Linked DNA regions of Sus scrofa: region 1 is linked to region 2. Evidence: chromatin contacts called from public HiChIP or PLAC-seq data. All regions are on one chromosome and are shown on one strand. Each heading gives the region's core, a stretch centred on a gene start, on an enhancer-like site or on the middle of the called end of the contact. The rest is flanking DNA. Distances are from core to core; before and after follow the strand shown.

Region 1 (6,113 bases), core at 307-2,806, 46 kb before region 2:
GAATATTGTTTGCTAGGGCCTGGAGGTTGGGTTGGAATAGAAAGTTGTTTAATGTTAATATAAAGTTTCAATTTTGCAAGATGAAAAGTCTTGGAGATTCCCTGCACAAGGTGAATGTATATAAAAACACTACTGAACTGAACACTTAAAAATGGTTGAGATACCTGGACTTTCCTCCTCGTCAAGGCTGAACATGCAGAGGTCTTCGCTAAGCATGAATATGGAGAGTTATTTTTTTCTCATCAATACTGTTGAGTAATGCCAACTTCCCTAAACAATTTTCCCTAGTTACCAGAACATGAATCAGCAAAAAAATTGCAGGTGCTCAACACTGCTATCAAAACTGGTAAATCAGGGTGAACTGTTGAGTCAGGAAGAATTTGGTTAGACCAAAACTCCTCCGTACATTTCTTAAATCCAAATAAGTTATAAAATTCAATTGTGCTTACTCCAGAATGAGGCTGCATTTAAGAAACAAAGCTTAAATAATAAGGAACAGAGCACAGCAAACTTGTTTGCCATGACAATCGTAAAGAAAAAGTTACCCACCTGCTAGTTAATTAAACACACGCTGCATTTAAAGTGATTTCGTTCACTTGCATTCATATATCAGCCTGTACAAAGTATTTATTGATAATGAGACTGTACTTTCATATACTTGTCAGGTCAAAGTCCTAAAAAAAAAGATTGAGTTTTCTACCTAGGAAACGATAATCTAGGAGTACTAGAAAAGTAGTAGAAAAGTAACTTCTAAAATTACACTTAGAAAGGGAAATCCACGTTCAGAAAAACAGAAAATAAAAAATAATTTTTCATAATATCACCTGTGGGAACTTAGAAATTACCCTAATGAATCTTGAATAATTACCTGATTAAAGAAGTAAATGGCCAATCTAAAGCAGAACAGTGCTCCAGTTTAGAACGATAGAATTGACCACAGAAAAGTCAAGTCACTTAATGTTCTCACTCTCAGTGACTCTTTTTAGAATGAAGAGAAAGGAAAACCTGGTCTTTAAACGTGCCCAACTAAAAAAAGCAGTTAACTGAGATTAGCTTAATTTAAAAGCGTAGGGGACTTTGTTGGGACACTGCCTGTTATCATTTTAAAAAATGGGTCAGGGAGTGACTTTTCAAGTTAAATTGTATAGACCGCAGAAGGAGTAAACAAAGAAGGATATGTGCACATCCTTTTAAAGCTGGAAATGCGTTCAGTAAAATATTCATTTCCTTTTTTGAGCACCCTTTGAACCAGTGAGTGGCGGCGCTGGCCGGGTCGCTAGAGGGCAGGGTCGCTAGAAGGCAGACCCCAGAGGCCAAAGCCATCATATTTTGTGTCACCGTGCTGAAGCAGGAAAAGCAGCGACAAATACGGAGGAGAGTGATCCCCCGGCAGAGAGCAGGAATCGAGGCCCGGGGGCGTGGACCCACAGTCCGGCTGCGCGGAGTGGGCGAGGGTGGCAGTAAGCAGGCAGTAGCGGCGGCGGCGGGGGCGCGCGAGGACGCCGCGGGGCTCGCAGGGCTCGCAGGGAGGGGCGGGGCGATGGCGGGTCGCAGACCGATGACGAGGCGGGGCCGGCGAAGGAGCCGCCACTTCCTGGAGCCACCGGCCGGGGCCGCTCGCTGCAACTCAGCGCCGGAGCCGGGAGCCCGCGGCCGCCGCCATGTCCCACCAGACGGGCATCCAAGGTAACTGCGCCGGCATTGCCCGCGGGAAGGGGCTCCCGGGAGGCCCCGGGCGACCCGGGCAGGCAACAGGACGGGCAGAGCTAGAGTCGGGCGGGGAGCACAGGGAGTCCGTCTCGGGGGCGATCCGGGCCTCCGCGCTCTCGGACCGGGCGCTCCCGGCCTGCCGCCCTCCCAGCCCGGGCCCGGCCGCCGCCACGTTGCCTGCGGACCCGAAATTCTCCCGAGCGGAGGAGTTGGGTTTTGGAGGCGGCCGGGGTGAAGGGGGCGTGCCGTCCGCCGCCGCCGGCGTTAGCCCAGCTTTCCTCCTTCTTATCCCGCTGGGAAGATTTGGAACAGTGGAGGCGATTGCAACTCCTTTTGCTGGCTGGAGGCGGGCGAATTTTCTTTTTCCCGGTCCAAAGGAGTTGTTACAGGATTTCGAGTATGAGAAGGATGCAGGAATCTTATATATTTCCAAACTCTTCCGCATTTTCTTCCAAAATGAGAACATCAGCACCGTTGTATGTATCCTGAGTGTGAGGCATGTTGATCCTTCTTAGGTACTCCCCAGGGAACTGAAAAGTCTAATCCGTCTGGCTGCCTTTAATTATCCCGTGCAGGCAATTGAATGTGCTGTTACATTTGCCCAGTATTATTTACTGATTTGAAAACGGGCAGTTGAAAGCCTCACCTCATCAGAATCAAAGCATATGTCCCAGGGTTATTCAGGATCACTGAACGAGTTCTAATATAAACATAAGCTCTTCTGTTAATAAGACAACGAATCCTTTCCTCAGATGTCGTCTAATTGTATTTTGTTTTTAAGGGTCTTTGACACCGCCCCACACCTCCCCTTTCAAACACAAACCCAAGCAAAATATTTAGTCTCAAATCTAAAAGCATTGTTTCATTTGTCTGCGTTAGTTTCCATATATAAATATGTAGTTACTGACTTGCATGCTTGAGCCTTGTAACAAGCACTATTAAATAGTGGTTTTTGCTGTCAATACACAACCCAAGAAAAAATTAGAACAAAATTGAAGCTTTAATAGGAACACAAGGGCTAGGTTATTAAATATGTATTTGCTCAATGAGATTATTCCAGCTTTTTGAGAAGTACAGCCTAGAAAAGTAGAATCATAAGCATAAGCTTGAATGAATTTTATTGGCTTTTTCTTTTTTGTTCCCCGACGTTTTTGTTTTTAATGTGAAAATGTAGAAAATAACTTGATGAAGGGGAGGTGTATTTATCATATGCTTGAAATTGGACCAGAAGAGAATGAAAGCATGTTTTCAGCATTTTTCAAACAAGCAATAAAGGTGTTTTTTTCAGAATTGTGATTTGTTCCTTATTGGGTTTGAGAAACTTTAATACATTCACTCTCAGTATTATTTTTTGTGATGGAATTATCTAGCCAAAGAAGATTAAAATTAATATACCTTTAAAACATAAATTAAATATACTAGTTGTATCTACTATATCTAACATGGTAGATATCTACAATATCTACTGTGTTACACCTTTTAAGTTGTATAATTTAAATTACTGATAAGGTAACACTGCATATTCAAGATTTTTCTTTGTATTTCATTTTTTCCTTATTCTAGCATTACAAACTATTAATACATAAATATAAAAAATAGGTTTACTTGTCTTTATCTTTTTCCCCAGCAAGTGAAGATGTTAAAGATATCTTTGCCAGAGCAAGAAATGGAAAATACAGGCTTCTGAAAATATCTATTGAAAATGGTTAGTTAAACATTTTTAAATATTGTTTGTCCTTGGAATATTGGGTGTTATCTTTTCAAACTTCTAAAACATTGTCAGTGATTAGGACTGTTAATAAATGTGAAACAAGTTCAGAACTTGCCTTTAGTTAAACTTGAATCCTCTACATTTTGGCATGTCCCTCAGGCCCATGCTTACCTTCTGAATTCTGTGGTTGATGATCAGGGAAACAAAAAGATGTTTTTTGGTGTGACATCTTCCTGTTTTACTTTTTGTGTCTCAGTTTCTGTACCATAATCTCTGTCTCATGTCAGTGCTTGCATCTGTGGAATGGAAATCAGTAACAGGTGATTATCCCTCCAAAATAGTTTCTTGTGAATTGTTATTAATGTAAATTAACATTATGGAGTAGAAAGATATCAAACTCTCCCATTTTCTTGACTTGATTGCAGTGTATGCTGCTGAAATAATTCTACCCTTTCTTATTTGGGAAAAGTTGCGAGAATGTAACGAACTATAATTTGATCCTTTTGAAATAAAGCTGTAAGCAGGGGAATTTGTTGGGTGGAGAATCTTTTAATTCAGCTAGATTTGAGTGTGAACAATTAATATTATAACTACTTAATCACAAATGAATATGTTAAAATAGTCCATTGACCTAATTTCTTAAATACCTTGAAATATTTTGCTTTGGAAAAATATCTTGCCTTTTCATAAACTAGAACTAATTCTAATTTACCTTCCATTTTTTCTTATATATTAAAAATACCAAAGTAGTTTGACAAAGATGCAATTGTTCTGCATATATTAACGCACTTAAAGAGAATAAACATATACTATAAAGCAGCATATCTTAGAACTATTGAACTAAAGTATTAAATGTAGTTACTTCCTAACTGACTAGTTAAGTAAAATGGAAAAGTTTATCTAACTAATATCTCTACAGAAGGAAAATGACAATATTTCCTATATCACTATTTTCTGCTTTTACTTTATTTTTGTTTTGAGAAAGTTTTAAATTAGGAAATTATGAAGAGTAAATAACAAATACTTCCATCTCCTCTTAAATTAATAACATTTATCATATTTGCTTCAAGCATTTTTTTGATTTAATGTTTTTGTGATATAACAATATTGACTTTTAAACTTTTACTTCCTGACCTCCTCCTCATGAGGCAACTATGTTAGGAATTTTATATTTGTATAATCTGTTTTTTATATGTATTCCTAAGTAACATATGGTGTTGTTTTGAGTTTTTAAGTTCATAAAAACTGACATTTTTTCTGCATCCTTTTTTGGTAAACATTATTTTTATAATTAGTTTTGATAGTGGGTCACAAATACTTATTCCTTTCTTGTGTTTTTTATATCATTATTTTAACTATGCTGATCATAATTTTATTTCTGTTTTTAGTACTTTCTATTATAATTATTTTCTGTGTTGCAACCTTTGCCCTTCCTATTTTTTGATGTAAATAATGGCAATTAAGAACTAACTAAATTAATTCTTCTGTTATCCATTACTCTACCATTTGGTTATTTCAAACCATTTATATATTTTTTAAAATTGTTTTTCATAGAGAAACTTGTGATTGGATCATGTAGGCAGCCTTCAGATTCCTGGGATAAGGATTATGATTCCTTTGTTTTACCCATGTTGGAGGACAAACAACCGTGCTATATATTATTCAGGTTGGATTCTCAGAATGCCCAGGGATATGAATGGATATTCATTGCATGGTCTCCAGACCATTCCCATGTAAGTAAATTTTTTGTAACTTGTTTAACATTAAATGCTAGAAAAATTTTTTTCTGTAATATTCCTAGGCCAAGAGAAAGTTAAGAAGCAATAGTCATTTCCTGTGAAGGGAATGATAATGGAAAAAAAAAATCCTTGGGGAGTTCCGTTGTAGTCATGGCTCAGTGGTTAACGAACCCGACTAGTATGCATGAGGATGCAGGTTTGATCCCTGGCTGCGCTCAATGCGTTAAGGATCTGGCATTGCCTAGAGCTGGGATGTAGGCTGCAGACATGGCTTGGACCTGTCGTTGCTGTGGCTATGGCATAGGCTGGTAGCCACAGCTCCATTTCGACCTCTAGCATGGGAACCTCCATATGCCACTGGTGTGGCCCTAAAAAGACAAAGAAAAATCCTTAGGTTACTAATCTGGAATTGGGAGTAAGGTACTTAGATTCAGAAGTCTTGACCTTGATTGAAATCAATAGAATTATTACTAATTTTAAATTTAAAAATTTGTGGCAGTTATAAGTGGCCATGGACCTCTGAAGAATAAAGGTTACTACTTTGCTCTGAAAATAATAATTGTAATAATTCTGAGAACTAAAAATCTTATATGAAATATTCTTAGTAGCTACCCTTCAAGCGATGGGCATACAAACAAGTATAACTTTTAAGAAAGTTAGTAGTACACTGATTAAGAGAACAAAATAAAATAAAGAATTAATATATGGATGCTGCCCGGTATTTTAAAGATTAATTCTCTTGTTTCTTGTAGAAAATTTAAATTTTAAAAGTTACATAGATAACATTCTCAAAAGTCATCCCCTCCTATTTAATTTATATATCCTGTCTGAAAAATACTGAGTTTGATGGTGCAAAATTACAGAATGATTTCTTTTGGTTGGCTGTTACCTTTAATAGTTTTCTATAGATGCTATTGGACTCTTTAATAGTAGTGTATATTGTAGTTCTTTTC
Region 2 (6,353 bases), core at 35-2,534:
AAATGGGGATATGTACAGGTATTCCATATATAAAACTTAACATACTATTCTCAAACACTGATTTAACTCAAAGGTTAAATAATTTAAAACATTTTGGATATTTTTTTAAAAACCAAAATATTCATTTAACAAATATGTACTGAATCTACTTTGCATTAGAGATAAAGCGTTAGGAAAATGAGAAAAAAATTAATGAAATTCAGGGAGCTTATATTCTAATAGAGGAAGACAGGCAATAAGCATTTGTTCTGTAGTACATTAGATGGTGCCAAATGGAATGGAAAAAAAAAAAAAAACTGAGAAGTGGTTTTAATTTTAAGTAGAGCAGTCAGAGTTGGCTCCAAGAAGGAGCCCTTTGATGAAAGGTTTGAAGGAATGAGAAAGCTAGCCACTGGTATATCTGTGGGAAAGGTTTCCAGGCAAAAGGAACAGTTAAATGCAAAAGGTCTGGAATGGGTCCACTAGGAAACAGCAAGGAGACAGACCAGAGAAGAGGGAGCAGAAAAGTAGAACAGATGAGAGAGGTAATGGGGCCAGATCTGCTAGGGCCCTATAGCCTTTGTATTGACTTTACCTTCTCAGTGAGATGAGAAGACAGTGTAGGTTTTGAGAATAGGAGAAACATGCTCTATGCTCATGTCTTAAAAAGACAATAGGGGTTGCTGAAGAGAATAAAGGATATTAAAGGCAGAGAAGCAGGAAGAGACCAAGTAGTAGAATACAGCCAGGTGGGAGATGCTGGCGGCTTGGATCCCAGTGGTAACAAAGACGGTAGAAGTCTTAGAATGCTGGCTATTTCCTAAGGTAGAGCACAAGGAATCCTCAGTCCTTATGTGAAACTTAGAAAGAGCACCAAGGTTTCTGCCCTGAACGAACTTCCTGACTTTTACTGAGCTGGAGAACACTGTGGAAGGGTCAAGTTTAGCCTGGAAGTTCAGGGGCGCTGTTTGGACAGTTAAAAAGCAAACTTCAAATGATTGTTGAGCATGCAAACAAGAAAAGACAAGAAATCTGAACTTTCTGACGGATCTCTTCAAGGATTACTCCCAGAAAGGGAAAAGGCAAATTGAATACTCTCTGCTCTTGGGGCTCCCTGGGCAGATACGCTTTTTAAGCACCAAGAAAACCATTTGGTCCCATTCTAAACGGCTAACATGCTTTTTCGAGGTCTGCTTTCATCCCTTCGTTCCGTCTCTCGTTTCCAGGCTGTCGGTACACTTTTCCCATCTGATAAGGTACTTACAACCTCGCTGCAACTTTCTAATTTCCTGGAAGCCTGAGAAACAAGCTAGTTAGAATCTTGTTGGGGTTCGGACTGCATCTCCGCTGAGCGCTGGTCTTACTTCCTGGTTCTCCGGAAAAGAGTTTTCATTCCGTAATCGGGTTCTCGGAACACACGGCCCGAGAACTGAGACTTGAGGTGAGCTCCAAAGGAAGCACCGAGGGTCGCCTCTCCACGCCCCACGCTCCTCCTCAGGTACCGCTAGCTTTCTGATCCCCTGGGACCCACCAAGTCTTTATCCCGGAAAAAGTGCTGCGCACGCAACCTACTTCCTCCTCTAACTTTTCTCACTTGGGCTGAAGATAAGAATGGTGATTTTTTTTTTTTTTTCCTTCTGAAACGGGTCCCTGACAACCTTGGGGCAGAGGAACAGAGGCCAGGGCGCGCACCTTGGACATCCCGCGGAGGAGGTGGCGCGCTCGGCGGGAACGCCTTACCTGCCCAAGCGCGGGGTGCCGGGGGCGGGCGGAGCGCCTCGGGGCTGAGCCAGCTGTCCGGGAACCCCGGCTCTAGGATGGGCCGGGGCGGGCCCAACACGTCAGGCCCCGCCCAGGACCGCCCCATTCCGCTCCCTTCCTTCCTTTTTGTGCTTCCAGGCGGCTCCACAGCAGGTCTCTTGCGAGGCGCTTCTTTAAGTGGAGCCTGCTCCTTTAAATACGCCCTTGTCGGAGGCGAAATAGTTTAAAGCTTCCGGGCATGCGCACAGCGCTGTGCCGAAGAATGCCTCCTCCTGGATGTGAGGTAGACCGGGTCGAGCTTCTTGCGCCACGTGGGACTTGTGTGTGGAGAGATAAGATTGGCCTTGGGTCCCTGACCCTCTGTCCCCAAGAGGAGGGCGACGGGAGCTAGTATCGCGCCTTGGGATAGGCGGGGTACGGGGAGGAGAAGCAGCTAGTGGAGCTGCAGGGTGCATCTTGGGTGCCTGTGAACGAGCCTGAAGGCTACGCACCAGGAGATTTTAGTCCTGTGGGTTGGTGACCGAAATAGGAAGTGGGGAGAGGCGGAGCGTTGGCGGTGGAAGAAACTGGAGGCGCTACAGTCTTTTCAAACATCCTCCCAGAATCTGCCCTGGGCCAACAATTGCCCAGCCTTGGATCAGCCAAACTATGCTTTCCCTCTCCACCCTGAACGTCTGTGCCTAACTCCATGTGGGTTCTTTGGCTGCCCTCCAGCACAGTTCCACTCTTGGTTGTCATTCCCTCATCGTTCCCTCTAGTCGTTCTACCAACTGAGAACGTCCTTATTTATATCTTCCTTTTACTGGGTATAGAGTAGATCATTATTCTTCCCAAGGCCAATTCTGCAGGGAGCTCTTGGTCATATCACATTGCTTTCCAGCTCCTCTAACTCTTCATCAGATCTATCTTGCTCAGTCACCTTACTAAAACATCCTTTTGGATTGTGGCATTTTTCTATTCAAGCACCTCTAATGGCCCTCCTTTGACCACTCGGTGGATTCCAAGTCCTTGATAAGGCGTTCAGTGTCTTACCTAGTTTGGCACTAATCCAGCTGTATTTTCCAAAACCGTACTGGAAAACCTTTTCTCCACCTGCTCTGTATCCAACCTGTTCAGTGTTCTCTAACACGTGGCATATTTTGTTTGTGTATCACTTATGTCTCTCCTCTTTTTTGTGGCTTAAACTGTTTTGAAGTCTTGACCACTTCTTGCATTATGCCTTTGCTGATTTCGTAGGCAGAATTTCTTCTTCTTCACTCTTACAGCTGTTATTTTGTACTAGCTGTTTCATTTATTCAACGATCAGTATTTCTTGTGCACCTACTATGTTCTTGACACTGTTCTAATTGTGAGATGATCAGTGAATAAGGCAGACAAGGTTCTTGCCATTAGATAGAAATGGTATGCAGAAAATGCAAGAGGATGTTGTGAAAAAAATAGTGGTTTTCTGGTTCCTTTGAATTATTGATCAGGGGAGACCTCTTTGAGGATGTTATTGGGGAAGGGCTGATTGAATCAGTAGGAGTAGTTAGCACAGAGGAACTGAAGAAGGCCAGTGTAGCTGGAATATGGTAGGCAATTGAGAAAGGGTACAAGATAGACTTAGAGAATAGAGTCCAAAATCTTAGAAGTTTTGGGAAGCCAGGGTAAATATTTGGATTATATTATAAACATGATTAGAGGATTTTAAACAGGGCTGTGATAAAATTTAATTTAACTTTTAAATCATCTTTCTGAATCCTATGTGGAGAATGGACTATGGTGGACTAGTAGAGTAGAGATTAGAGGCCTTCATGATGTGTAAGAATTTCTGCAATGGAAGTTCTAAAGTAGAGGTGATGAAAGGACAGCAGGAGTCATCAGAGAACCAGATGCCTAAAGGTGATGCAGCTTTTGGTGAAGAGAAAGTCAAAGCTCTGTCCCAGATGAAGTGGAAGTGGTTTGAGGTTGAGATTGAGGAACTGAGAGACTGTGATATTAAATAGATAATCCACATGGATGGTCATGGAGGTCATGCTGGGTAGGAAGACAGTCAGCCAGGTATTAGAGTCATCAGTGACTGAAGAAGAATTGTCTTGGCACCAGACAGAAGCTGACAGCAAATAGTACAGCCTGATTGCATGAACTTCAAGGGAAATGGGATTTGGGGAGGTAGAGGAGGAAATCATGGTTTGGAAGGAGCCGTGGCAAACATAGGAAATATTTACAACCCCCAGGCCCAAGGTGGGTATGAAAGGAAAGTAGCCCTCACTTGTGAGGACTATAGCAGAAGCAGCATGGGCAAAATAGCCAAGTTTCAGTTAAGGCGAGAAACTGAGGATACTGTGCAAGAAATTAGGAATAAGGGAAAATAAAATAGATCCTATACAGTCCCTAGGAATTAGGATATAGAGAATGTGCTGTGATTTCTGCATGGCGTAATAGAAAGGGTGGTGTTGGGGTGGTTTTCTAACTTGGTTCAGATTAGTAGGATACACTGGAGAAATGAGATGAAGGTCCAGGTCAGGATGAGTTAGTTACCTGGAGAGTATGGTTAATGTAAAGAACTGAGTACAGGTCCCCTGGGCATTTTATCTTTCCTAAAACTCCATCTGGTACTGTAGCCACAGGTTCTGTGAAGAATGAGTGACGTTTTCCTCGTAGGACTTTTGTCTGCTGCTTCAAAAAGGTCTGGTCTGTAAAGATTTCTCCTCTCTGATGCTAAACAGAGATGGCTGAAATTTTCGTCTGGGTCAACCTCAAAAGCTTCTATCTGTAAAAGTTTCTCTCTGAGCTTTTAAGAAGGCTTAAGGTCGAGGGGTAATTTAAACCTACCTTGAAGCATAATCACATTGCAAGTTGGTTTTAGAACTTCATTTTGCTATCAGTTTGGACTATTTCATCCTGGCTTCTCCCCATCCCTTCTCCCATCCCTGTCCCTTCACATACAAATGTCTAGCCACAATTTCTCTGGAATTAGGTGGAAATTTTAGGTTTCAGGGATGGAGTTTAAACAAATCATTGTAAGCAGTTGTATAGTCTTGTCTTGTCTTTGTAGGCCTACAAATGGCATTGAACTTGAAATAGACCATTTTAATCCTGGAATTTTAATAGACAGAAGCCTGGAGTGGATGAAGAATCAAGTTGCAGATCACCAGATATACCAGAACAAGTTTGCCTGTTAGTTCATCTTGGTATCGGAGAGTCAAAATACACATGATAGGGAGTTACTGTTGTGGCTCAGCGGTAATGAATCCGACTAGTATCCACGAGGACATGGTTTTGATCCCTGGCCTCGGTCAGCAGATTAAGGATCTAGCATTGCCATGAGCTGTTGTGTAGACTCGGCTCAGATCCGAGTTGCTGTGGCTGTGGTGTAGGCCAGCAGCTACAGCTACAGCTACGATTTGACCCCTAGCCTGGGGACTTCCGAATGCCGGGAGTGTGGCCCTAAAAAACCAAAGGGGAAAAAAAAAAAAAGCCAAAACCAAAAAAACACATGGTATATAGAAATAAATTAGTCATGTCTTTTAAGGGGACTCAGGATTGAAAGGGAGAAAGAGATTTATCTTAACAAATCCTAAAAACCTATTTCTTTTTTGTTTCCAGAATTTTTCATTCTGGTAATTGACTACTTCTTTGTTTCTTTTGTAGGCATTGTTATTTAAGAATGGAAGAGGACACAGATTTTAGAATCAGGTTTAATTCTTTGTGTTTCATTACTGATCATGTTGGATTTCATGGCACCATAAAAAGCTCACCAAGTGACTTTGTGGTTATTGAGATTGATGAGCAGGGACAACTAGTTAATAAAGCCAGTGATGAACATGTTTACAAGGTTCATAAAGTACTACCTGAGCCAAATAATTTGGCTAAAAAACCAAAACTAGATCTTCAAAATGTATCCTTTGAAGAGAGAAGCAATCAAGAAGTCAAGACTTCAGCTGGGTGCTCGGATGATGACCAAAATTATGAGCCTGCTTCTGAAAAGGCAGATACTATCAAAGATGGAATTTTGAGAGGTGAAAAAGAACATCTTGATGTATTCGGCTCCTTGTTAGATGAAAAAACTAATGAATTACTGAATCAGTATGCCGGTGATATAAAAGAGAAGTGGAATTCTAAAACTGAGCTAATTGGACCATCTCCTGAATTCTCATTAGGTAGAATCCTTGACAAAAACCAGAGGGCTACCCTGCATAGTGCTGTTAGGCAGAAATTTCCTTTTTTAATAACTGTAGGAAAAAACAGTGAAATTGTTGTAAAACCAAATCTTGAGTGTAAAGAACTCTGTCACTTGGTATCTGAAGAAGAAGCATTTGGCTTTTTTAAATATTTGGATGCACGGAAAGAAAATTCCAAATTTACCTTTAAATCTGATACAGACAAAGAGCACAGAAAAGCTGTCCACCATTTTGTCAACAAAAAATTTGGAAATCTTGTGGAAACCAAATCTTTTCCTGAACTGAATTACGGTGCTGATAATCCAAATGTAGTGATTACAGTAAGATTTCGGGAAAAAGCACACAAACACAAGAAAAGGTCTCTTCATGAATGCCCAGAAAGAAAAGTTATACACACAGGTAATTGAATAAATCATTACCATTTTCTTGGATAAATGTAGTGAAAATTGT

What was found. HiChIP or PLAC-seq counts read pairs in DNA pulled down with a chosen protein or histone mark.
Region 1: an H3K27ac HiChIP or PLAC-seq map of alveolar macrophages shows a contact between it and region 2. The contact joins the promoter of TWF1 here to the promoter of PUS7L in region 2. A contact is called at or near these places in 1 of 5 promoter capture datasets (liver), 7 of 47 Hi-C or Micro-C datasets (alveolar macrophages, embryonic fibroblasts, fibroblasts and 3 more) and 2 of 2 datasets of contacts at active chromatin or transcription factors (alveolar macrophages and skeletal muscle).

The regions. Positions count from the first base shown.
Region 1 is chr5:74,876,663-74,882,775 of Sscrofa11.1, reverse strand. It overlaps TWF1 (twinfilin-1), which reads left to right and starts at 1,556. Exons shown (of 9, transcript XM_005664155.3): 1 at 1,556-1,686; 2 at 3,338-3,415; 3 at 4,976-5,154. The coding sequence starts at 1,662.
Region 2 is chr5:74,830,066-74,836,418 of Sscrofa11.1, reverse strand. PUS7L (pseudouridylate synthase 7 homolog-like protein) reads left to right here and starts at 1,284. Exons shown (of 9, transcript XM_021092566.1): 1 at 1,284-1,420; 2 at 5,374-6,302. The coding sequence starts at 5,390.